Linked DNA regions of Bicyclus anynana: region 2 is linked to region 1. Evidence: chromatin contacts called from public Hi-C data. All regions are on one chromosome and are shown on one strand. The core of a region is the stretch at or near the end of the contact, and the rest is flanking DNA. Distances in the headings are between cores, read along the strand shown.

Region 1 (5,298 bases), core at 1,645-4,144:
CCTCGACGTCATCCAACGAAAAGGCGTACGACTACGCGACGAAGCGGAGCTTTTGCGGGGAGAACTCGACGAAAGGCAGTCGGAAACGGCGGAGGAGTCCTTTGCGAGAGCGTTGTCCACCGGCTGTGGGGACTGTACTGACCTCGTGCGGTTGCGGAGCGAAAGAGACGCATTGCTCGCCCGCGCTGCTCAGTTGGAGGCGGCTGCGGCTGCCACACCGACCCCTCCACCCTCGACCCCGCTGGGGAGGCTCGACACCGCGTTGGACACGCCGGTGCGGCCGCCGCGCGTCTCCTCTCCCGACTCCAAGAAGTTCGCTGCGATTCTCCTCGAGAGCAATCCCGTCGAGCTTCAACGACAACTACTTATTTCCACCGTTCAGAATCAGGTTGGTGTTCTTTTTTCTCCTCCAACTATTCGCAAAAGAATTTTAGGAGTGCGTACGACAAAAGTCCAGCGGGCGGGGATGGAACCACTATATCTATCGACTGTCGATGATAAGTCCGGCCCCTTTACCGTTAAGCTACTGAGACTTCTAATTGTCTCTTACTTTGTTCTTATTTACTGTGGTCTATTGAATAGGCATCTAAATTAATAACCTTTCGGTTTAGCTGTATCACAGACTACTAAAGTCATTTTCTGTGGATTTCCACGTTTTTTCCATTGAAGTTTAATAACTCAACTGAGTTCTAATAACTGAACTGCTGAATACCGTAATTATTTAAAGTACCCACAATTATCGTTATGAATGCATATATTTCAGAATGGAACGCAATTGTCTACATCTGTGTGCCTATTCCTGGTTATTGATTAATAGTTCAACGTTTTTGTCAGTATTCTTACTGCGTGACCTGCGTTAAGTCGACATTCGCTATGTAAAATAGGTTTTTGCAATTTTTGCATCTATAAATAGTAAATGTGTTACTACTGTAATTTTTTATTGCTTTAAAGAGTAAAGTAACAATTAAGAAATATGTTGTTGATTGCTAATGCTTTATATTATAATTGTTATCGCCGTTTAGTGTTGGAAATAGTAGTCTGTGACGGATATGACGTCGCTCGATCTCGTGTTGGCTTCAGTGTGCACGTGGCGTTCGAGCCGTCCACATCTCTTGTTGTGAAATTCTTTATGGGTTACTTGGGATACGCGGGGAGAGTGACTTGAGTGGAAAAGGGGAGTGTTTGTATACAGTCAAAGGCGCCTTTAACCCTACACACATCGTTCGCAAGTACGTGACTTCACTCAAGGTCATTCTCTGCCATTCTAGGCTCTTTTTTTGGTTACAGTTTGATTTGCTAATTAAGTTGTCCTGACAAGTGTTGTGAATCATAACCTTTGTTCGACATTAGTTTTCTTATATTTGTAATCACCTTTTGAGTCCTATAATATAATATATTTAGAAATCAATATTGTTACAAGAAAAAAGGGGTAGATAGATAATCAATGATGTGTAGAAGAAAAAGGAGGTAGGTAGATAATCAATGATGTTAGAAAAAAAGGGGTAGATAGGTTATACGCGGACCGCAAGTGGCACGTTAAAACTGTGCTAATTAGCAAACCTAAGCTCAGTCGCAGCACTGTCATAGCTCCGCTTAAATAAATTTTGTGTGCCAGTTGTAAACATCGAATGTGGTTTATGTAACCTATCTACCTGTTTTTTTTCTTCTAACATCATTGTTTCGAAATACATAACTTATTCATTTATTCATTTATATGATTACTTTTACAAAGTTTGTCACTAATGTATTCTGCGTCGTTTGGTTGTCTGCTAACTACCCACTTGGTTAAGTTGTCATTATTATTATGCAATAGGTACTTACGGTAATTTCGGTTGTTTCGCAAGTCACCGTTTATTGCGGTAATGAAAATTTATTTCGTGTCTCAAAAGCTGTCTGTATACGGTAATGATTAGTCACCGACGATAGGTGAAAAGGAATTGCACAATTTTATCGTTTATCGACTTTCTCCGTTTTAGCCCGCGGTGGATCCGCTATAGATCGATCTCTAGTGAACTAAAAAAACACTGCATCATTCCAATGTTATGTTAAACATGACGTTTATTTGATCTTCAACTCGTTATTGAGAGTTGTTTGTTTTGTTGGGCCGCAAGTAATAATTTTGCGGACACATCACCGAATGGAATTCGTTGGTTTGTCAGGTAATTCAGAAAACATTTTTACGTTACTGCTTAGCGATTGTAACGACACGGAAGTTTTAAATAAACAGCGTGATAATTGGTTTAATTGATTAGAAATAATGCGTTTACAGAAATTACCAAAATGTTTTGTTTTACACTTTTTTAGAGGCACTTTGTTTGGTCTAATAAATAAATCAATGTTTTATCATATTTATCTTAGCAAGTGCGGATAATTAGTTCTAGCTTCACTAACTATAACTCAACGTCATCCCATAAGTACTAGGTATCTATAGTTACTTCAAGGCTTGGTTCAAAGAAAAAGGAAAATGCATGACCATGCCTTTTGGCTGCCAATCATACCGTTTACTAAATGCGCGCTTAACACATTAAGACCCGAGTTCACTTTCATTTAAACGACGTTTACACGACGTAAACGTGACGATGACGTCCTTAACCGGCATATGGGCTGTGGTGAATAGAAAATTTGGACTAAACGGCGTATAACTTATTTAAACTGTTTAAACGAATGTCGGTGAACTCGAACCTCAACGGATTTCTTTTGTCAATAAGCATTTTCCGTGGGACATGAATTGACCTTAAATATAGGGAAAATTTGATTACGCACATAAATTGTGTCCAAAGTATGCCTGGCCTTAACGGACAGTCCGATAATTATCTAAGTAGGCATATTATGTATCCACAGTAAACTGGCGGTAACGCTAACTACCTTTGTAACTCAGTTTAATTGCGGAACAAGTGAAGTAACACCGCTGCGTGCAATTATTGTCGCCGACAAAGCTGTTGTGTGCCACTAACGAGGCCCCAGGTGACGTAACGCTAATTTTGGCTAAATTTTCGGACAACAAAGCTAATGTAGTGTTACCGGAACAAAATGAGACAACAGTTGTAGTAGAACTTATTTGATTCAGTTCGAGTTTAAGGTCTCCCTATGCGGAAACTGTTAGGGCATGGGTGCTGAAGTCTTCGAATACCAGTCTACTTAGATTATAACTTGGAAGTTCCTAGACCACAAATGTCCATAAAACGGCCTAAAAAGATGGCTTATCGGTAGGTCTTTTTATCGTCATTAATAACCCATATTCGGCTCACTGTTGAGCACGAGTCTCCTTTCATGATTTAGGCCTTAGTCCACCGCGCTGGCCAAATGCGGATCGCCAGACTTCACACACGTAGAAAATTAAGAAAATTATATGTAGGTTTCCTCACGATGTTTTTCCTTCACCGTTTGAAACACGTGTTAATTAATTTCTTAAAATGCACATAACTAATTAGTTAGATGGGGATGCCCCGGAACGAATTCGAATCTACGCCCTCCGAATCGAAGGCAGAGGTCATATCCACTGGGTTATCACGTCTCTGGTCTTCTTATAGCTACAATTAATTCGTAAATATCAAAATTATATTCCTAAATAATTATACAGTCAAAGTCAAAATGGCAACCCACTGCTATACTAATAGCATTAACAACTGAGTCTTAGGGCCATAAATCATTTCTCTATATCTATCTCGCTTGCACTTATGGGTCTTATGGAGCCGTCTAGTGAAGGGTGTAACAATGAAAGACATATTATCGATAAGTAAAGTTTATTATCGTATCTTGTTCACAAAATTAAAAAAATTAACAATATTTGATTTAATATAATACATATTTCATATTATATAATTATTAACTAAATAAAATTAATCTTCATCTGAGTCTTCATCATCAGAATCTTCGTCTTCTGCCAAATTTATTATATATTAGTATCCATAGTGCGCAACGAGTAACACATGAATGTATTTATTTAATTGCAGTAAACACATTTATAGCAAAAAAAATACGCAATGCAATTACATTAGAAACCGACCAATCAGAATCGTCCAAATCATTATTGACTCATCATTAGCACGTGCGCAGGTAGCCGTTTATCGATAATTAGGGTGCGCAGGTAGGCGCGCTGCACATTCCTATCTTTTTTGACTTTTATGACCGGACGACTCAGATGATAATGCGCATACTATAGATGTAGCTACTCGTATAAGAACTGCATCAGTTCGATAATCTGTCTGTCCTATTTATCCACATTTCTAATAAAGTACCTAGGTATATGCCGGTTTTTCTACAGTTTGTCATTACCGAATCCATAGTCAACTAGCAAAATACCTTCTGCGATGTAGACGTCAATGCGTCAAGAAGATACCTTATTTAGTATTTATTAATAACCTGCGTGTTCTGTAATCAATTTCGAAACTCAAGGTTTCCTGTCGATGCCCTTTCAATGAATACGTGCTTTGCATAATAGTTACATGTATCATCATTGGGAGGTCACTCGGATCAATATTAGAATTAATAATATGCTAAGCATGTTAATTCTAATATTGAACCGACTGACGTAATTTAGAATGTGAACTACGCGAGTAAAACTGCGGGGCGGCAGCTAGTTCGGCCTTACATTACGGGCAGGTCATCTCCTCCCAGATGATAAATCTTGGGCCTCGAGGCTTAACCTCCTTGCTCGGGTAAGTCGCGGGGATCTTGCTCCCCTGTTCGTTTTCTCCCAGCCCCTTTCGGAACTGAGGCCCTTCGGTCTAAGGGTGCAGTGGATGTCAATTAAAGTGCCCCGCGCGGACTACAATAGGCTAGTTGACACTTTTTTTTAAATGGTCTTAAATAGCTCATTATCGTTTTACTAGACTAAAAAAATTTCATATTTTTTTGAGACGTGATTACATGTAAATTTAAGTTTTTAAATATGTTTTTGACAATACGAGCCAAAACGCCTGTCGGCTATGACAGTCTATATTACTACTGTTTCTTGACGTCACTACAATAAATCCCATACAAATGGAGCGTTTGACAAATATATTAGACTAGTAGACGCCGCGCGGCTTCTCCCGTGTGGTTCCCGTTCCCGTTGGAATACCGGGATAAAATATAGCCTATAGCCTTCCTCGATAAACGGGATATCTAACCCTGAAAGATTTTTTCAAATCGGAGTAGTAGTTTCTGAGATTAGCGCTTTCAAACAAACAATCAAACTCTTTAGCTTTATAATATTACTATTGATAACAATTAGTTCGACGTTTAGTACATCAAGGGTGTTAGTGACGTCACAAAATGACGACAGCATTTTTGACGTTTGGAAAATTTGAAAAAAAT
Region 2 (5,298 bases), core at 1,931-4,430, 90 kb before region 1:
CGTGGCTAGTTACCACCCTACCGACAAAGACGTACCGCCAAGCGATTTAGCGTTCCGGTACGAAGTCGTGTAGAAACCGAAAGGGGTGTGGATTATCATCCTCCTCCTAACTAGTTAGTCCGCTTCCATCTTAGATTGCACCATCACTTACCATTAGATGAGATTGTAATCAAGGGCTAACTTGTAAGAAATACAAATACACGTATTGGGATAAGTTAGCTCTTTAGTTTAATAAATTATATAAAATTTATTGATAACAAGATGAATCAAAAACCTTTCCCAAAAATTTATGCACACAATTTGTAAACATATGAGTATATACGGGTCGAATACACAAACTTCTTTTTTAAAGGGGTTAAAATACAAATATAATACTATTTTTAAGAAATTTTATTTACAAGAATTTTGAGAAATTATATATCACGTACTCAAACGGTGAAGGGCAAACATCGTGCATTAAGTACCTACCTGAGAAATTTCTAAATTCCTACGTGTGTGAAGATCAGCATTGAGCCAGTATGTGGACTATTCGCCTAAACCCTCTCATTCCGAGACGAGACTCGTGCTCAACAGTGAGCCGAATATGGGTTGTTAATTATTATTACCAATGGCGTGCATAAGATTGTCTATCAGGTTATGCACTAGTAATAAAATTAAGCGTATTTCCAAACTGGAAAAATCTTTATTTAATAAGCTCTAAGAAGACAACTCTTAGAGTATGCAGTACTTTAATGCATGTATGGAGTGCACGCCACTGGTTATTACCTAGTTTTTTTTTTATATTTGATTGAAATCTGTAATTATAATCTTGTTTTCCTTAATCCTAACGGATGCACGTATCTACTTTTGTACTAAGAACAGATCTAAACAAGGCAACTAACGGATAGCAACCTTCGGTTAGCAATGCAGGGCTATATCGATGCTAAGGGCACATTGATGATTGCCAACGTTGCTATGCAGCCAAAGAATCATTATTAATTATGCACTTGCATCTAAAATTTGAACCTAGTTCATATAACCCGTTTAAATTGAGAAGTTTCACACTCATACACATACATACATAGCTTTAATATGCATTTCTAATTTAGATGCATAATATCAATGGCGTATAAACGATGGTTTCCTTTAGACAGTGGTTAGTAATTTTGATCAGCCCCTGCATTCTGTAAAGTTACAGCGATGTGACATCGCTCATTTCCATGGCAACTTCTTTGTTATAGCTTGGTAAGTTCGTTGATGACACACCCATGATATGCGGGCGACGGGGGGAAAGGGCTGAGCGGGTGCGAAGTCGTGCGCGCGGTGCATCGCTACCCCCCTCCCGGCCCGCGCGGACCATCGGGAGTGTTTCGAACAAATTTGCCAAGCTATAGTGAAGTTTTATTTTTGACATCCCATAGAATTAAAGTTCAAACTTGTTATGGGCGAATACTACATCGACGAGTATGAAATAGCGTAATCACACCACAGTTAGTAATAAACAAATAGTGAATAAGAAACCATGTAACTTGAGAATTGTTAACAATAGGTAGTTAGCTCGTGTATATGTACTTTTGTAGGTAAATGAATTTGCCTGCTGATCACAAATCAAAAACCATCGCATATCTATTTATATTATTCTAGAGGACGCCCGCGACTTCGTCCATTTGGAATTTAGTTTTTCACAAATCTCTCGGGAACCATGGATTTTTCTGGGATATAAAGTAGCCTATGTGTTAATCCATGCTATAATATAATCTCGGGAAACCATGGATTTTTTCGGGATAAAAAGTAGCCTATGTGTTAATCCAGAGTAAAATTCATTTCCATTCCAAATTTTAGCCAAATCGCTTCAGTAGCAGCGGCGTTAAAGAGTAACAAACATCCAAACATACATCCAAACATCCATACAAACTTTCGCGTTTATAGTAGGATTAGGAGGATACATACATCGTCATAGAAGACAAATTCAATAGAGACTTGACATGTTGTCCTCTGCCCATCGTATAGACAGGTGTTAAACCAATTTGTATGGTAAATAGTGTTTTTCTGTATGTAATGCACGTCATTGCGTGTGGGCTTAAATCACAGGACATACACATGAATGTAAAAGAGTACAGGTTTCATATAGGTAATTTGTCACTTTCTCTAGTATCTACATATTGCCCGACTGCATAGGAAAGTGTACTATATTTTCTTTCTAACAAGGCAGTGAAATTTAGTGTCAAGTAGAATTCTTTGCAAAAATTATTTATTTTAAATATTGATGAACAATATCTTATATCATGCAATATTCTTCTTTTAAAGATATTTAAGTATTTGTTTGTTATTCTTTTCAAGTTAGCCCTTGACTACAATCTCACCTGATGGTAAGTGATGATGCGATCTAAGATGGAAGCAGGCTAACTTGTTAGGATTAGGATAAAAATCCACACCCCTTTCGCTTTCTACACGACTTCGTACAAATACTAAATCGCTTGGCGGTACGTCTTTACCGGAAGGGTAAACTAGCCACGGCCTCCCACCAGCCAAAACCTTAAAAGATCTACAAAAGAAGCCCGCGATTGCACATATCAATTTTATAAATATAACTTACATCTATTTTATTTTCTAATGATATACCCACATGCCTGCAGCGCTGTCGACATGACGTATGATGAAACTCATCGTGTGTTAGTCGTGATGTGCATGATGGCTCGACTTGAAGCAAAAGTCGCGTTGTATAAAGAATCGTATGTGGATAGCATCAATTTAATTGTGGGTGACGTCACGGGCGTCCGCTAGTTTGAGCTATGAAAAGATCATCATCATCATGTCACTCGATGGACGTCCACTGCAGGACATAGACCTTTTGTAGGGACTACCAAACATCACGATACTGAGCCACTTGCATCCAGCGAATCCCTGCGACTCGCTTGATGTCGTCAGTCAGTCACCTGGTGGGTGAAAAGATAAAGTAAAATAAAGATAGAAAGTACCTACGTAAATACGTATTCAATTCTTTACTTCATCCGCTTCATTCGTACGCACTTATTGCTTACAGCTCTATGTACTTACTAACGTCTTACATCATCCGTGAGACAATTTCATGTTACATTTGCGATGTATAATAACTGTAATGACATCTATTAGTGTGTAGTGTATAGAATCGTCCGATATGCCACACTTCCCCGTTTCTTCTGTTTTCTAACCGCAGAACACTGTGTCGTCAGTGCATTGACGTCCGTTTGAGGTTGACGGTAACTACATCCTTGTTATAATAGATGTCGCGATGTATTTGTGTACTAGCGAACGCCGGCGGCTTCGTCCGCGTGGGTACCCCTTACAAAAGGCAACCCTAATAGTTAAACATACCATTGCGTAAACTTCATATTTACGATCCATATACTTATGGAGTTAGCCAGGGATCCCTGACTAACAGGCAGTTTCTTCATGTAAAGCTAAAGTAACAGTAAAAGTAGTAAGTAGTAAAGAAGACATTATTGTTCAGTGAATAAGACCGTCACTTTTGATTTATGACGTTACTTTGAGTGTTACTTGCGATGAAGAAACTGGCCGTAAGTGTGATTCTTGTGCGTATATTACAATTCGCGGATTTTTATTACTGTTAAAAGGGAAACAATTCCGTCATCTTCATTCGATTATAAAGCGCACGCAACCCAAAACTCAACAAATATTATTTCCCGTTTAGCCACGTTTCATTGATATTCAGGTCCTATTTTTCGTAGCGCTAGTTTTATTTTATACTAGCGGACGCCCGCGACTTCGTCCGCCCTTAGACCTCTTTAATTAAGCCCTACCTACCTACTAACTATAAACTACCTCCCTGCCAATTTTCAGCTTTGAACATCAAGCAGCTTCGAGATTTCGTGATGAATGACCTTTGACATTTATATATTAAGATTGTGAAAAATTTCATGAAAAAAATTAATGTGATTTAAGAAATTTTAAAATTCATCCTTTTAACGGGGTTCGGGGTTCGGGTTTTCTATTCTACTATATTCTATTCTTTTCTATCATATTTTATTTGATCTTTTCTATTATATTTTACTTGACTTTACATAAAAACTTTCAACCCCTATTTCAACCCCCTTTTTTTTATATTAAGGATAAAAAGTAGCCTATATTCTGCTCTGGGACCTTCCCATTTATCTTCAAATTCATTTTGATCGGTTCAGCCGTTTAGCGGACAGACAGACTTACTTTCGCATGTATATTATTAGTGTGGATAGCCATATAATACCTACTCGTAAATAAACTGATTTACCTCCCATATTTAGGCTATTCAATTTACAAACAAGCATTAATTATATACTCCTATTAAAATGTATACCGCCAGTATGGCATTCGAACTATATGAGGTAATTGGATTCGCTTGAGGGATGGTCTCGGGTCACATGTCTCGCTAATTGCCTTCCAATTAGTTTCCAAAATTAACTCGCTACATGATATGACATGACATCTATAACTAATAGAATACAGGAGCAAAAACAGAGAGTCTGATGTTGAATAATAATAAAAACCTACGAATTAATATACGGAGCGATGAAAAAAACACCAGAACTAAAAAAATATTATAACTTTTTTAACCTTTAGTCATTGAATCTGAAAATTGGATTCACGCTAACCTTTGACTCTGAACGGTGTTCCATAATTTTTCACAGGTAATTATTATGGAATAGGAAGTAACCGAATGAAGTCGCTAATTACTCTGTTATTTAGAACAATTGAAATGTTTTTGATGAAAATTGTAATTAGAAAGTGATGTTTTGATATTTCGCTCCAAAACGGCTTATCCGTTTGACGTGTACACTACACTAACAAAGAGGTAGATTACAAATTTTGCAACAAAGCTTCCTGATTGATTTTTTAAATTGTTAAGTACAAACAAGATTAAAGGAAAGAAAAACCGCGAAAATAAGAAAATAGCGATCAATGATTCCTGTCTGAATTGGGTGTGTTATAGTTCAATGTAGTTATAATTAGTTGCATGGACATTAATAATTATGCGGATTAAAAAGGTAAACAGTAATGTGTTGCCATTTGCCAGTGGTTTTATAGGTAGTACTAAATAATTCTTATGGTTATTGAATTGCCTGCACAGAAAATATTTGATAAAATGTGTCTATTTGTAGTAATTACGACGACAGAACTAGATTATGAGTAACTTATAAAGTAAAGAGTAGACTAATAGTGAATCTAGAATAACAAAAAGCTTTCTTCTACAATCATTAGACAGTGGACGATTTCTACTTTCAAAACTATTAAGTAGATAAAAGGAATCTAATGTAAAATTAGCGGGGCCTCGCAACTTCCCGG

Evidence for each region. A called contact is a pair of places that touch in the nucleus more often than the background predicts.
Region 2: a Hi-C map of whole body shows a contact between it and region 1, with 1.9 times the contacts expected there. The contact joins two enhancer-like sites. A contact is called at or near these places in 2 of 2 Hi-C or Micro-C datasets (whole body and whole larva).

The regions. Positions count from the first base shown.
Region 1 is chr9:4,372,822-4,378,119 of ilBicAnyn1.1, reverse strand. It overlaps LOC112047276 (shootin-1), which reads left to right. Exons shown (of 6, transcript XM_024084343.2): 3 at 1-388. Among protein-coding and RNA genes, the nearest start is that of LOC112044588, 51 kb to the right of the region's middle. Within about 2 kb of position 2,894, at least 1 of the 8 cell types and tissues checked has open chromatin away from gene starts, as enhancers often do.
Region 2 is chr9:4,463,158-4,468,455 of ilBicAnyn1.1, reverse strand. The region is part of intron 1 of LOC112047276 (shootin-1); the gene reads left to right. Among protein-coding and RNA genes, the nearest start is that of LOC112047276, 11 kb to the left of the region's middle. Within about 2 kb of position 3,180, at least 3 of the 8 cell types and tissues checked have open chromatin away from gene starts, as enhancers often do.